4 separate regions of the Sus scrofa genome follow, and all the other regions are linked to region 4. A link is a contact called in public Hi-C and HiChIP or PLAC-seq data. All regions are on one chromosome and are shown on one strand. Each heading gives the region's core, a stretch centred on a gene start, on an enhancer-like site or on the middle of the called end of the contact. The rest is flanking DNA. Distances are from core to core; before and after follow the strand shown. Region 1 holds the start of SLC3A2 (4F2 cell-surface antigen heavy chain). Region 2 holds the start of TUT1 (speckle targeted PIP5K1A-regulated poly(A) polymerase). Region 3 holds the start of NXF1 (nuclear RNA export factor 1). Region 4 holds the start of TTC9C (tetratricopeptide repeat protein 9C).

Evidence for each region. A called contact is a pair of places that touch in the nucleus more often than the background predicts. HiChIP or PLAC-seq counts read pairs in DNA pulled down with a chosen protein or histone mark.
Region 1: a contact with region 4 is called in a Hi-C map of liver, with 5 times the contacts expected there. The contact joins the promoter of SLC3A2 here to the promoter of TTC9C in region 4. A contact is called at or near these places in 5 of 5 promoter capture datasets (fetal liver, fetal skeletal muscle, liver and 1 more), 35 of 47 Hi-C or Micro-C datasets (adipose tissue, alveolar macrophages, blood and 16 more) and 2 of 2 datasets of contacts at active chromatin or transcription factors (alveolar macrophages and skeletal muscle).
Region 2: a contact with region 4 is called in a Hi-C map of liver, with 4 times the contacts expected there. The contact joins the promoter of TUT1 here to the promoter of TTC9C in region 4. A contact is called at or near these places in 2 of 5 promoter capture datasets (fetal skeletal muscle and liver), 4 of 47 Hi-C or Micro-C datasets (heart right ventricle, liver and skeletal muscle) and 2 of 2 datasets of contacts at active chromatin or transcription factors (alveolar macrophages and skeletal muscle).
Region 3: a contact with region 4 is called in an H3K27ac HiChIP or PLAC-seq map of alveolar macrophages. The contact joins the promoter of NXF1 here to the promoter of TTC9C in region 4. A contact is called at or near these places in 1 of 5 promoter capture datasets (liver), 3 of 47 Hi-C or Micro-C datasets (alveolar macrophages, epiblast stem cells and liver) and 2 of 2 datasets of contacts at active chromatin or transcription factors (alveolar macrophages and skeletal muscle).

The regions. Positions count from the first base shown.
Region 1 is chr2:8,917,688-8,920,503 of Sscrofa11.1, reverse strand. SLC3A2 (4F2 cell-surface antigen heavy chain) reads left to right here and starts at 1,434. Exons shown (of 11, transcript XM_003353809.4): 1 at 1,434-1,719. The coding sequence starts at 1,608. LOC100627892 (a long non-coding RNA gene) reads right to left here and starts at 1,274. Exons shown (of 9, transcript XR_002341464.1): 1 at 1,167-1,274; 2 at 793-842; 3 at 444-530; 4 at 168-215.
Region 2 is chr2:9,147,299-9,149,998 of Sscrofa11.1, reverse strand. It overlaps TUT1 (speckle targeted PIP5K1A-regulated poly(A) polymerase), which reads right to left and starts at 1,436. Exons shown (of 10, transcript XM_005660796.3): 1 at 1,271-1,436. The coding sequence starts at 1,352.
Region 3 is chr2:8,968,647-8,971,346 of Sscrofa11.1, reverse strand. NXF1 (nuclear RNA export factor 1) reads right to left here and starts at 1,389. Exons shown (of 21, transcript NM_001243350.1): 1 at 1,252-1,389. The coding sequence starts at 1,279.
Region 4 is chr2:9,033,138-9,035,837 of Sscrofa11.1, reverse strand. TTC9C (tetratricopeptide repeat protein 9C) reads left to right here and starts at 1,280. Exons shown (of 4, transcript XM_005660786.3): 1 at 1,280-1,550; 2 at 2,395-2,700. The coding sequence starts at 2,590. HNRNPUL2 (heterogeneous nuclear ribonucleoprotein U-like protein 2) reads right to left here and starts at 1,169. Exons shown (of 15, transcript XM_005660783.3): 1 at 307-1,169. The coding sequence starts at 847.

The sequences.
Region 1 (2,816 bases), core at 185-2,684, 120 kb after region 4:
AGAGAACACCCTCACAGAACCAACTGTGCTGCTTGCTGTCTCCCTCCCCAGGAAAATCATTGCAAAAGGAAGAAACTGAAGGAGCAAAAAGGTAACACTGCTTCACTGCCCATTTGCTCTGTGGGGAACAACAGAGGCCACCCCAATGCCCCAGTTGGAAAAATTACCTGTATTCATCCTGGGAGGCACTTGAATTCCTTAGGATTGGTGATGAGCTGAAGACAGAAAAGGGAGGCATTTAATGTACTTAAGAACAACCATTAAAAAGCCTCGAGTACTCCCCGCCCACTTCTCAGTAGTTAAGATGACATCACTTTTTTGAGTTCAGGCATATGCTTGTCATTTTACCGTTCATCATGGAGTGGCCAGTGCAACCTGAACGAGCAAGTCCCAACCAGGCGCTGTGCTCATACCCATAATGGCATAAAGCATCGTATGCCCACCTGGAACACCAACGCCGTGCTTGATCGATACAGAGATAGGTCTTGTCCCATCCTCCAGCCTGTACACTCCCTGGAACTCAACCACATCTGAAAAATACCGAAGAACATTCTTCACTATACCCCCAGCCTAACTCTCCCCCGCAGTGTCTTAGCAACTCGAAACAAAAAGACCCAAACATGAAACATGGGCTGCGGATGGTGCTACTCAGAAATTTTACTTTCTCCACTAATCCATCAGTAAGAGAGAGCTCAATTCTTGAAATCATCCCTGTAGCACACACCGATGTACCTCTGCACATGTCCAACAACACAGAAACAAAGGGCGCAAAGCCAGGCCACGAGCACTTACTCCAACGACAGGCCTTCCCGACCCTTCAGAGTTCGATGCGCGCCCAAACCCTGCAGACAAAAGAACCTTAGGTCAGACCTCGGATTATCTCGCCAAAGCTGCGTTTTCCGAAGCTAAGGCGGCGTCAGCTGTGCCAGGCCGGTCTCCTCAGAGTTCCTTATCCTCACGGAGCTCAGTACAGGTCTGTGAAAATGTTCTCATCACAGAAAGGCCAGTCGGCACGGCCCGCCATCGCCATTTTGTCCTTCACAAAGCCCTTGCCGCTCTAAGGCCTCAACACCTAGGCCATGTTTCCTCTCCCCTCCCCCACCAGCCTAATAGGTGCCACAGAGAAAGGACAAGGCGCGGGCACGCTCGCGTCACGACTTTCTTACCGCGAGAAAACGAAAACGCCGACCGAAAGCCCGGGAAAAATGAGACCGAAGAGGCACCGCGAGACACTTAAATACCAGCGCGCAGAGGTCCACGGGATTTGGGGGCGGGACTAAGGCAGGCGCAAGCGCAGAAGGAGAGGGCATGCGTGCCTGATGGGCTGTGGATGGAGATTTTCAAAGGCTGCTGTTGAATGTGCACGCCCTGAAACTGCAGCGCGAAAAAGGAGCGCATGCGCTTAGGGGTTGCGCAGGCGCGCCTATCGTGCTGCAGAGAGGTTTGGTCTTTACTGCGGCTGCTGGTGAGGCTGTGACGCCGAGTTCTCAGCTTCCCGCCGATCCTGTCCAGACGCTCCGTCTTGGTCATAGCCGACTGCCCCAATACCCTTCCCTGAGCTCCCCTTGCCACCACACACCCTAAACCTGTGTGCAGGGTCCGATTCCATGGACCCCGAACCTCACGAACCCTCGACCGGCGTCGTCTTGGTTCCGCACCAGCCGCCCAGCGAGCACTCGGGGCCTGGTGCTCAGGGTCCCAGCGCGGGGGGCAACTCAGGTACTGCTGGGCCCCGGGCTGAGCTCGAGTGGAGGGCCCTTGCATGGAACTGTTTCGGGAAGGTGAATCAGGCCATAGATGTTCTTGAAATTCATAACAGCCGTTGATATCTCTAACTGGTCACCTCTACCCTACTGTCTGGTCCAACTTCTCCGGGAGCTTGGCTTATAGTAGGGCTAACATTAGCTGACACTTGAATTGCCGCTTTAAGCACGTTACATGAATTGGTTATTCTTTAGTCCTCTAAATCCAGAGATAGATCTGTTGCCAAAATACCGGCTGCATCTACGCCAATGCCAAATAGAGGAGGAGACAGAAGTAGCCTTAACGGGGAGGCCAAGAGGGAGCACAGCAGGCTAGTGCCTAAAGGACTATGCCCCCTGGAGGAGGTAGTGAGGAGACTTAACAGTGTTCAAGGAGCAGGGCCTGATCGGCTTGGGGACATTTATGGGATTCTTTGGTGGTGAGGTAATGGGAGTCCATCATATCATCAACCTTCTGGTCGCAGCTGGTCTGGGGGGTCTCCATGCTTGGGGGTAGCATACAGTTAACTTCTTCCACTCGGTGGGGGCTTCAGCACCTGCAAAAGAGCTCCGAGGGCATGGCTCAGAATATCTATAGTCCTTGAGGAAAAGCTAAAGGTTCTTGACTTTGTTGAATGGCTAAACTATTTTGTCTTCTTAACTGTTTTCCTTTTTCTCTGTAATTTCTTACTTCTCTTGATTAAATTGATCCCTTGACTAAAGTTTTTCTATGGACAAAAAGGCAAGCAGAGAATATGAGTTGGGGGGTCCACTCTGCCAAGGTTTCACAGGGCTCTGCTGGGTTAAAGGCACAATACCATTTTATAGATGAGGGACTGCAGGTGTAGCGTTCAGCCCCAACTCCAGCCTGATGTCAGGGTGGTTCCAGTCAGTGACACTCTTGTTACTGAGGCCACTCAGCATTAGTTTATTAATTTCTAGTGGTAAACACCTAGGGTACCAGTATATTTTATAATCATTTATGAAACTCTTATTGGAGTTCCCGTGGTGGTGCAGTGGTTAACGAATCTGACTAGGAACCATGAGGTTGAGGGTTCGGTCCCTGGCCTTGCT
Region 2 (2,700 bases), core at 187-2,686, 110 kb before region 4:
CAGGTAACTTACCCAGATCATATTTAGAAGAACTAAATAAATCAGAACTCTAGACTATTTCTTTTCGGTTTTTTTTGTTTTTTGTTTTTTTTTTTTGCTTTTTAGGGCCGCACCTGCGTCATATGGGTTTCCAGGCTCGGGGGTCACATCAGAACTGTAGCTGCTGGCCTATGCCACAGCCACAGCCACACAGGATCCCAGCCGTATCTTCGACCTCCATCACAGGTCATGCCAATGCCAAATCCTTCACCCACTGAGCAAGGGCAGAGATCAAACCTGCGTCCTCATGGATGCTAGTCAGATTCATTAACCAGAGCCATAGGAACTTCCCAGACTATTTCTCATTTATCATTTCTGGGTATAGTATAGAGATTACAAGAGCAGGATCAGAAGCCACACTACCCAAAATTGAATCCCACCTCTGAGATCTTGGGCAAGTTGCTTAACCTTGCTGTGCGTACTCCTCAGATATAAAATGGAGATAAAAGTACCTATCACATAGATATTATTCATATGTAGCACTTGGCCAAGAGTCTGGTACATGGTGAATGGGGGAAAACTTAGCTGCTATTTTTACTTTTATTACATTTGGAATTAGCTGCTTGATGTCAGCGATGTATATTTGAAATTCAGGAAGACTATCCTGGATTTCTGACTTGCCCTCCTGGGCAGTGGTAGCGCCATTCACAAAGAAAAAGATGAATGGAAGCTCACGTTTAGGGGAGATTATGATTCCACCTCACAAGTGGAATCTGAGACTTCATTGAGCCCCTTGCGCTGTCATAAAAAGCACCTTGTCTCCTTTTCCAAACCCACGTTCCATTCATACCAGGCTACTGCACCCATCTCTGCCTTTGGAAAACTCCCTCACTTAATTACTGCCATGTCTGTGAGCCCGCAGCCTTCCAAACACATCTATAGAGCACTGAAATTGTCTCCATCTCTAGAGAGTGAGCTCCTTCATCTCTATGTCCCCTTTTCCCGCCCTAGAGCACAGCGGAGCACCTGGCACAAAGGGGATGTCCAATAAATGACAGTTAAAGAATGAACAAAATAACGAAATTTCCGTCGTGGAGATTTCGCATACAGGGAAGTTGAGGGGTCAGGTAGTGGGACCCTTCTCCACTCTGTAACCCCTTGACTGTGGAGTGAAAACCGAGGTGAGATCCTACCAATCAATTTGGCAAAAATCATGACCTATAACCCTAACTTTCGCCAGGACCCAGAGACTGAAGTCCACGACCACCCCCCCTTACTAGCCACCGCTTACGGTTGGCTGTAACGACGTGGCAGAGGCGGCAGCGGAAACCCCCACGAGGCAGCGGTTCGACATCAGAATCCACCGCAGCCATCGCCACTCTCTGGAACTAACAAAATGCAGCCACTTCGGTCACGACCGGAACTCACTCCTACAAATTGCAACGCGCTCGGAAGCGACTTCCGCCCGTCCGATAGGAAGTGACGTAGCCCCGGCCAATCCCGCGGCACACTCCTCCGAAACCCGAGCGCTTTCCACTCAGGTTCCGTTTCCAGCCTGAGTTAAGTTTCGGCCCGCTTTAGGGAAATCGTCTACGATGCGTAACTGCACGCGGTAAGCCGATTGGTGTGCTCTGAGCTGATCAGGCGTTGATTGGCCCAAAGATCCTGAATACTCAGAAAGCAGCCGCAAAGGTTGGCGCAGTTTCTTGCGGGGTCCGATCCTTGACAGCCGGCAGTTTCCTTGCTGTGTGGTGGTGGGCAGGCTGTACCCTCCCTTCGAGAGGCAGTAGAGACCACGAGACTGTATCCGCAACCCCCTATTTACCTGGTGAATAAAGGCGGATCCTTCATCTCCAGGATACCCTGGCTGTCCCTAAGCTCTCAACCTCCTCGGGCTGTTACTCTTTTCCTCTGCTGTCGGTCTTCTCCCAGAAAGTGTGTTCTGCGACGGCTTCCCAGCCCTGGCCGGGAGCCCTAACCACACCGGACACCTTTTGGACTTCAGGGGGGCCACAGCCAGATGGCCTTTATTCCGCGACAGCGGGCTGCATGGAGTGTATTCATCAGGCGCCAGAGCCACCGGCCCACTTCAAGGCATGCGGCAGAAACTACTACGGTGGCAACTGAGTAAAGACATTGGAGGGTGCTGGCCTCCTCCAGACTGTTACAGTGGTCAATTCCTCCCAAACTCCGGAGGTGCTGCTCAGGCCAGGGAGAGTAAGGGAGCTGGGGACACCCTTGGGACAGGGACGAGATGGAGGGGCCTCTCAACTGGGCTAGGCAACTCTTGCTGTTGTTGACCAACCCACAACTTTGGACTGTGTAAAGAGGACCTAAGGTAAACATCTCCAGGTCTTTAGCCTTGAGCAAGTCACAAATGCTGAGGTTGTTTCTCATCTCTAAAGAAAGTGCTCAAGGAGCACACAATAGATTTAATTTGTTGTTCTCTCTCCTGAGGTGCTCCTCCTGTCGGGACTAGCTCAGGCGTCTCATCTGTCTCCCAAACCTAAAAAGGGAGGAAATGGCACTAGAGTGGACCCCAATATCAAAGCAGTTGCTGGCCTTGGAGATCTTGCAACAGCAGTCTGTGCGAATACACCAGCATTAGGTGGTATGACCCTACATCACCCCCCGAGGTGGACTACATCTTGCTCCAACCTCGCAACTCCCAGAATTCCCCAAGTAAAAGGGAGAGAGGAGTTTAAAAGTTGGGAAATAAAG
Region 3 (2,700 bases), core at 140-2,639, 65 kb after region 4:
CCATGAAGGAGTTCCCTGCGTGGCTCAGTGGTTAACGGACCCAACTAGGATCCATGAGGATGCGGATTCAGCCCCTGGCCTAGTTCGGTGGGTTAAGGATCCGGCGTTGCTGTGGCTGTGGTGTAGGCCAGCAGTTACATCTCTGATTGGACCCCTAGCGTGGGAACTTTCATATGCCTCGGCTGGGGCCCTAAAAAGCAAAAAAAAGAAAGAAAGAAAAAAAAAAAAAGACCCACGATACAGATGGCCTACAGGCACATGAAAAGATGCTCAACATCACTAATTATTAGAGAAATGCAAATCAAAGCCACAATAAGGTAGCACTTCACACCAATCAGAATGGCCAACATTAAAAAGTCCACAAAAACAAATGCTGGAGAGGATGTGGAGAAAAGGCAACCCTCCTACGCTGTTGGTAGGAATGAAAACTGGTGCAGCCACTACGGGAAAGAGTATGGAGGTTCCTTAAAAAACTAAAAATATGAGTTTCTCAAGAAGTTACCCTAGGAAAAAAGTAATAAATGCACACAAGTCGTTGCTAACATTCACTGAGCACTCTTCTCCAGTGTCAGGCACTATGCTCCAGGCACCTGACATGAATGATCTCGTTTTAACACACACACACACGGAGACAAACTCAGAAGGCTGGTACTGTTTCTATCCTCATTAAGGAGATGGAAAACGAAGTCTGAGGGTGTAAGTTACTCAAGCTTGGCATAGCCAACTCGGGATTGAAACCTCGGCTCCTAACCACCGCTCTGGACTAAAACTCAGTGTAGTGTTTGGACCAGAACATCGAGTTGATGTGCAGATCTAAAATATTAAGCCTAAGCGACAGACGCGTTAGGTGGGGGAGGGGGCAAAATCGCCTGGACGCGCGGTAGAAAATAGGGCACATCAGCCCAGGAGAAGGGCACTGACTCACATTAAACAGTTTGGCCGCCAAATTGAACTGACAGGCATCAACCACCCACAAAGTTCAAAGGAATCTCATCACCCCACCACTGAGCCACCTCTCCGAGTCGCAGGGGCCCGCAAAGGGAGGATCCCAGCGTCAACAACCCCGGCACCCAACCCTCAAGCTCACCCAGGCCCCCGGGCTGCCTCGCCCCGGGCCCGCGCCGCGCCACCGCCGTTCCCCGTGGACGCCGGGCCCCTCGCGGCCTCACGCCCCGGCGCTGCGGCCTAGGCTGGCGCAGCCCAGCAGGGCCCAAGATCGACCGGCTCCCCGACCCAAGGGCCAGCACTGACCGTTGTATGACTTCCCTTCGTCCGCCATGGCGCAGCGAGCAGGGGCGGGCTCTGTCGCGGCCCGCGACACCGGCAAACGTCCGAACGCCCAGGCTCTCCCGGCTGAAGTGCTCCTACGCCGGATGCCGCCGCATTTATGCGGCCAGCGCGTCGCGCGCAGCCGACGTCCCACGGTGATGGGCGGAACCACTGGGAGACGCGCGTGCGCATTCGACGAGCGGACTAGCCGGGGGCGGGACTTGGCGTTGCACGCCCCGCCCAGGACCTGAGCTTGGGAAGCCGAGTTACCGCGGGTTCGCCGGCCCCCTGCTTTCATCCACCCCGCCGCTAGTAGCTCTCTGCTGGAGCACCTCCAGGGTCAGCGGTGAAGCGGAGAGGTGGCTACTGCAGCCCAGGATTCCGAGAGGAACAGGGAAGAGGGGCTACAGGAAGGGCTTCCGAGGAGTGGGAGACCAGGCCCTTAGGAGCGGGAGTGACCGCACATAGACACCTAGAAGGATCCAGCCAGGGCAAGTCTCAGCTCAGCCCTTTGACACTTGCAGATCTAGGCCTCGGTCTCCTCGCCTATAAAATGAAATAGAAAACTAACGGTAAACTCCTAGAGAGCAGGGGCTTGATTAATTCACGGCTTTTTCTCTCCGGCACCTGACTGGATACCATACTTAGCACGCACGCAGCAGGAACCCAACATATATTTGTGAAATAACTACTGATCTATGCATTCCCTCCGAGAGAGTTGCAATCAAAGGAGAGAAAAACGGCATTTGCCAGGCTTTGGCTGTCTTCACAAACCAACCCACCCACCAACCCACCGGGATGTGCTATGCTAAACCCACGTCTTGTGTCAACTGGGCAGTGAGGAGGCCAGCCTGACCACACGCTGAACACAGGCCAAAGGGAGAGGAAATATTAAAATGCCATGGCTAGGAAAGACCTGGGCTCTCCTGGACCCCTCAAAGTACTGGGGCCAGCACAGTGTATAGTGACTGTTGTCTCTACAGCTTGAGCTTCCTTTCGGGTGTGTGAAGTGGGGGAACTCCAGTGATGCAGGATGATGTGGTTCTGGGTCCTGGTCAGGACTAGAAAGCATATTAACCTCCCTGGAGGGTGGGTGTTCCAGGCAGGTCACTCCTTCATTCTTCTGACTGGCTTGGATGTGGTGAGGGGCTTCAAGGGGACCAAGAGCCTCAGCTGGAGCTGGGAACGGATTCTTCATGTCACCTTCACTCCTAGCAGCAGGCAGGGCTCCTACTTCATCCAGCGCAAGTAAGTTTGGGGCCAAATGGTTGGAGCATGCAGATGAGACAGGTCCAAATACTTCTGGAGATGGTCCTGGAAGTTGCCGTCAATCAGGGACCCAGGCTGGGATCCTGTTACGGGCCTCTGAAGGGAAGTTTCCATGCTAACTAAGTGCTGCTACACCTGGAAACCCCCTGCGGGAGGCAGCTG
Region 4 (2,700 bases), core at 31-2,530:
AAAAGATAACCAGCGCCGCGGGAGGCTGCTCCACAGGTAGCTCGTAAACAGTTCGCATGCAAAACCTCTTACTTGCATCCACTACCACCAAGCAACCAAGTCAGGCAGGAACCTCCCTCCTGCAGAGAGAGGAGCCCCAAGAGGTAGCCAAGCCCCCCAGAAAGGTGGGCTGAGAGAATGAAAGCCACCTCCCCGGGGGAGTCCCACCAAAAGGCGATGGGAATTGGACCCCGCTGTGCCAGGCTTGGTGCTGGGTCAGGGGCGCACCCGGCAGGTTGGAGCCGGGCTCCGCTGCCAGCTCCTCACCCTGTTCCTCCGCGGCCTTGTCAGCCGGCGCCTCGGATCCCGGCGTCTCGTCCCCGCTCCGCTCCTCCGGTTCCTCTTCCTCCCCCTTGACGGTGCCCTGCTCTTCGCCACCATTTACCCCACCTGACCCGGCCGTGGCCTCCTCCGCTGGTTTCTCGGAAGCATCGGACTCGGCCACGGCCTCTGTGGCTGCGGCCTCCGGGGGCTCCGGCGGCGGCTGCGCGGCCTCGTCCGAGGCCTGGGCAGGGGGTGGCTCTTCGTCCTCGTCCTCAAGCAGCGCCTCCTCGTCCTCCTCCTCCTCCTCTTCGTCCTCCTCCTCGTCCCCGCCCGGGCCGCCGCCCGACGCGGCCACAGGCCGAGGCTCCGCCTTGCAGGCCCCACCGGGCCCGGCCCCGCCACCGCCGGCCTCGTCCTCAAGCATCTCGGCGTCAAGCGCCTCCTGCAGCCGCTGCGCCAGATCCACCTTGAGGCCGCGCGAGTCCAGGCCCCGCCGCTGCAGCTCCGACCGCAGCTCGGTCACTTTCAGCCGCTTCACCTCCATCGCCGCCGCCGCCTCCTCCGCCTCCCGCCGCCTCCTCCCCTGCGAACCGTCGACCGAGCCCGACCGCGCAGGCGCCGCCGCCGCCCGCCTCCGCCTCACGCGCCAGCACTGAGCCCGCGCGGGCGAGCGCACGCACGTACGCACGCAGGCAGCGAGGACCTCGCGCAGCCTCCGCTATGTAGTGTTTGTTTCTTCCGTCTGCTCCCTCCCCTTTACAGCCCTCGGAGCCCAAAACAACGCAGCAGGAAGCTGCTTCCTTTCCAGCCCCCTCGGTTCCCCTCCGGCGGGTGGGCGCGCGCGGAGAACCACAGACTTCCCTTCTCCTTTACCTCCCGCCCCCTCTCACCCCTGAGCCAATCGCCGCCGGTGTCTTCACAGCGCAGCCTCACCGGAGCCGGAGTCGGGAAAGGTTGGCTTTGGCTCAAGTGCTTCGTAGCACTCAGGCGTGTGCCCACCGGTCTCTCCGTACTTTGAGCCCCGGGCTCCGCGCAGTGGGTGGGAGCTCCCTCGCCACATGGCCCTCACACCCTGTCGCCACCCTTACTCGCGTCTGACCCGATCACACTGTCGTCGTAGTGCTTGTTCTTTAGTCTGTGTCCTACTGTCTATATGTGCAGCCACTTCTTGAGACAAAGGAAGAAAAGGCAGAAGGGAAGCAGGGAAGCTCTTGCAACGTGAACTCCTACTAGCAATTATGTTTCTGGTTAGTCAACGCAAGGGCTCTCCAAAACCGAGGAATACAGTAACCTCGGGCCCTCGTCTTATTTCAACTCTTAAACTTCTACCTAGCAACAGACACCCTCGCCTCGCTTTATTGGCCAACTTGAATCGTCATCTGCAATTCTGATTGGTCATCCGTGATCGTTCAGCTTTTTTTTCAATTGGCGAAGCTGACGGGAGATTTCCCCCCACACACACCCTCGGGTTGGTCGGCCAGGGAGGCTGGGGAGGCGGAGTCGTTTATGCAGGATTACTTTTCCGAGGCTGCTCCTGATTGGACGGCATGGCGCAACGCGCGCGACCTTTACACACAAACTATCCGGAGACCAGACCCTGTCCTCTCCGTGCTCCGGGATCGTAAACCGAAGCTCAGGGCGTGGGGGGGCAGGAGAGACTTTGGGCTCGGCCATTTGTAAGGAGCGAGAGGCTGGCCGCGGGACCTGGGGCACTTGCAGCTGAGCGGCGCTGCGGCCGCGTCACCGTTGGCTTGTGGTTACGGTGCACTGACCGCATTCACCTTGGTTCCCCAACTCTTGGCCCAGAGGCCAACAGCTGCTGGTGCAAACAAAGAGCTGGGAGGGAGGCAAGCCCCCTAGACCTCTTTTAGGAGTTGTCCCCGCCCACTCCCTTCCACTTCCAGGTCGGGGGGCGGTTGTTCAAAGGAAAGGAGGAAGTAAATTCCGCCGGCGTTCCCACGCTGGCCACAATTCCTTAGTATGGCTTTCGCTAATTCATGCAATCACTTCGTCCCGGAATCACCTCTTTAGGAAATCAATTTATCTGTGGCTTTACTATTTCCACATCCTCTCCCTGTCCTTCATTTCTAGAGATTGAAAAATACCTGCAGAGAAGAGAGGAAGAGGCTGCAGTAGAATCAAGCAAACCTCATTCCCTGAGAGGCCTCCGGGAGAAGGATAGTTTCCTGCTTCTTCAAGTCGGCTACCAAAATCGGTTATTTCGCGCCTATCCCCACAGCTTCGGAATTGCTTCCCCATTCCGCAAGAGCACGGGGTGACAAAGTTATGGAGAAGCGCCTGCAGGAGGCCCAGCTATACAAGGAGAAGGGGAACCAATGTTACCGGGAAGGGAAATACCGGGATGCTGTGAGTGGATACCATCGAGCTCTGCTTCAG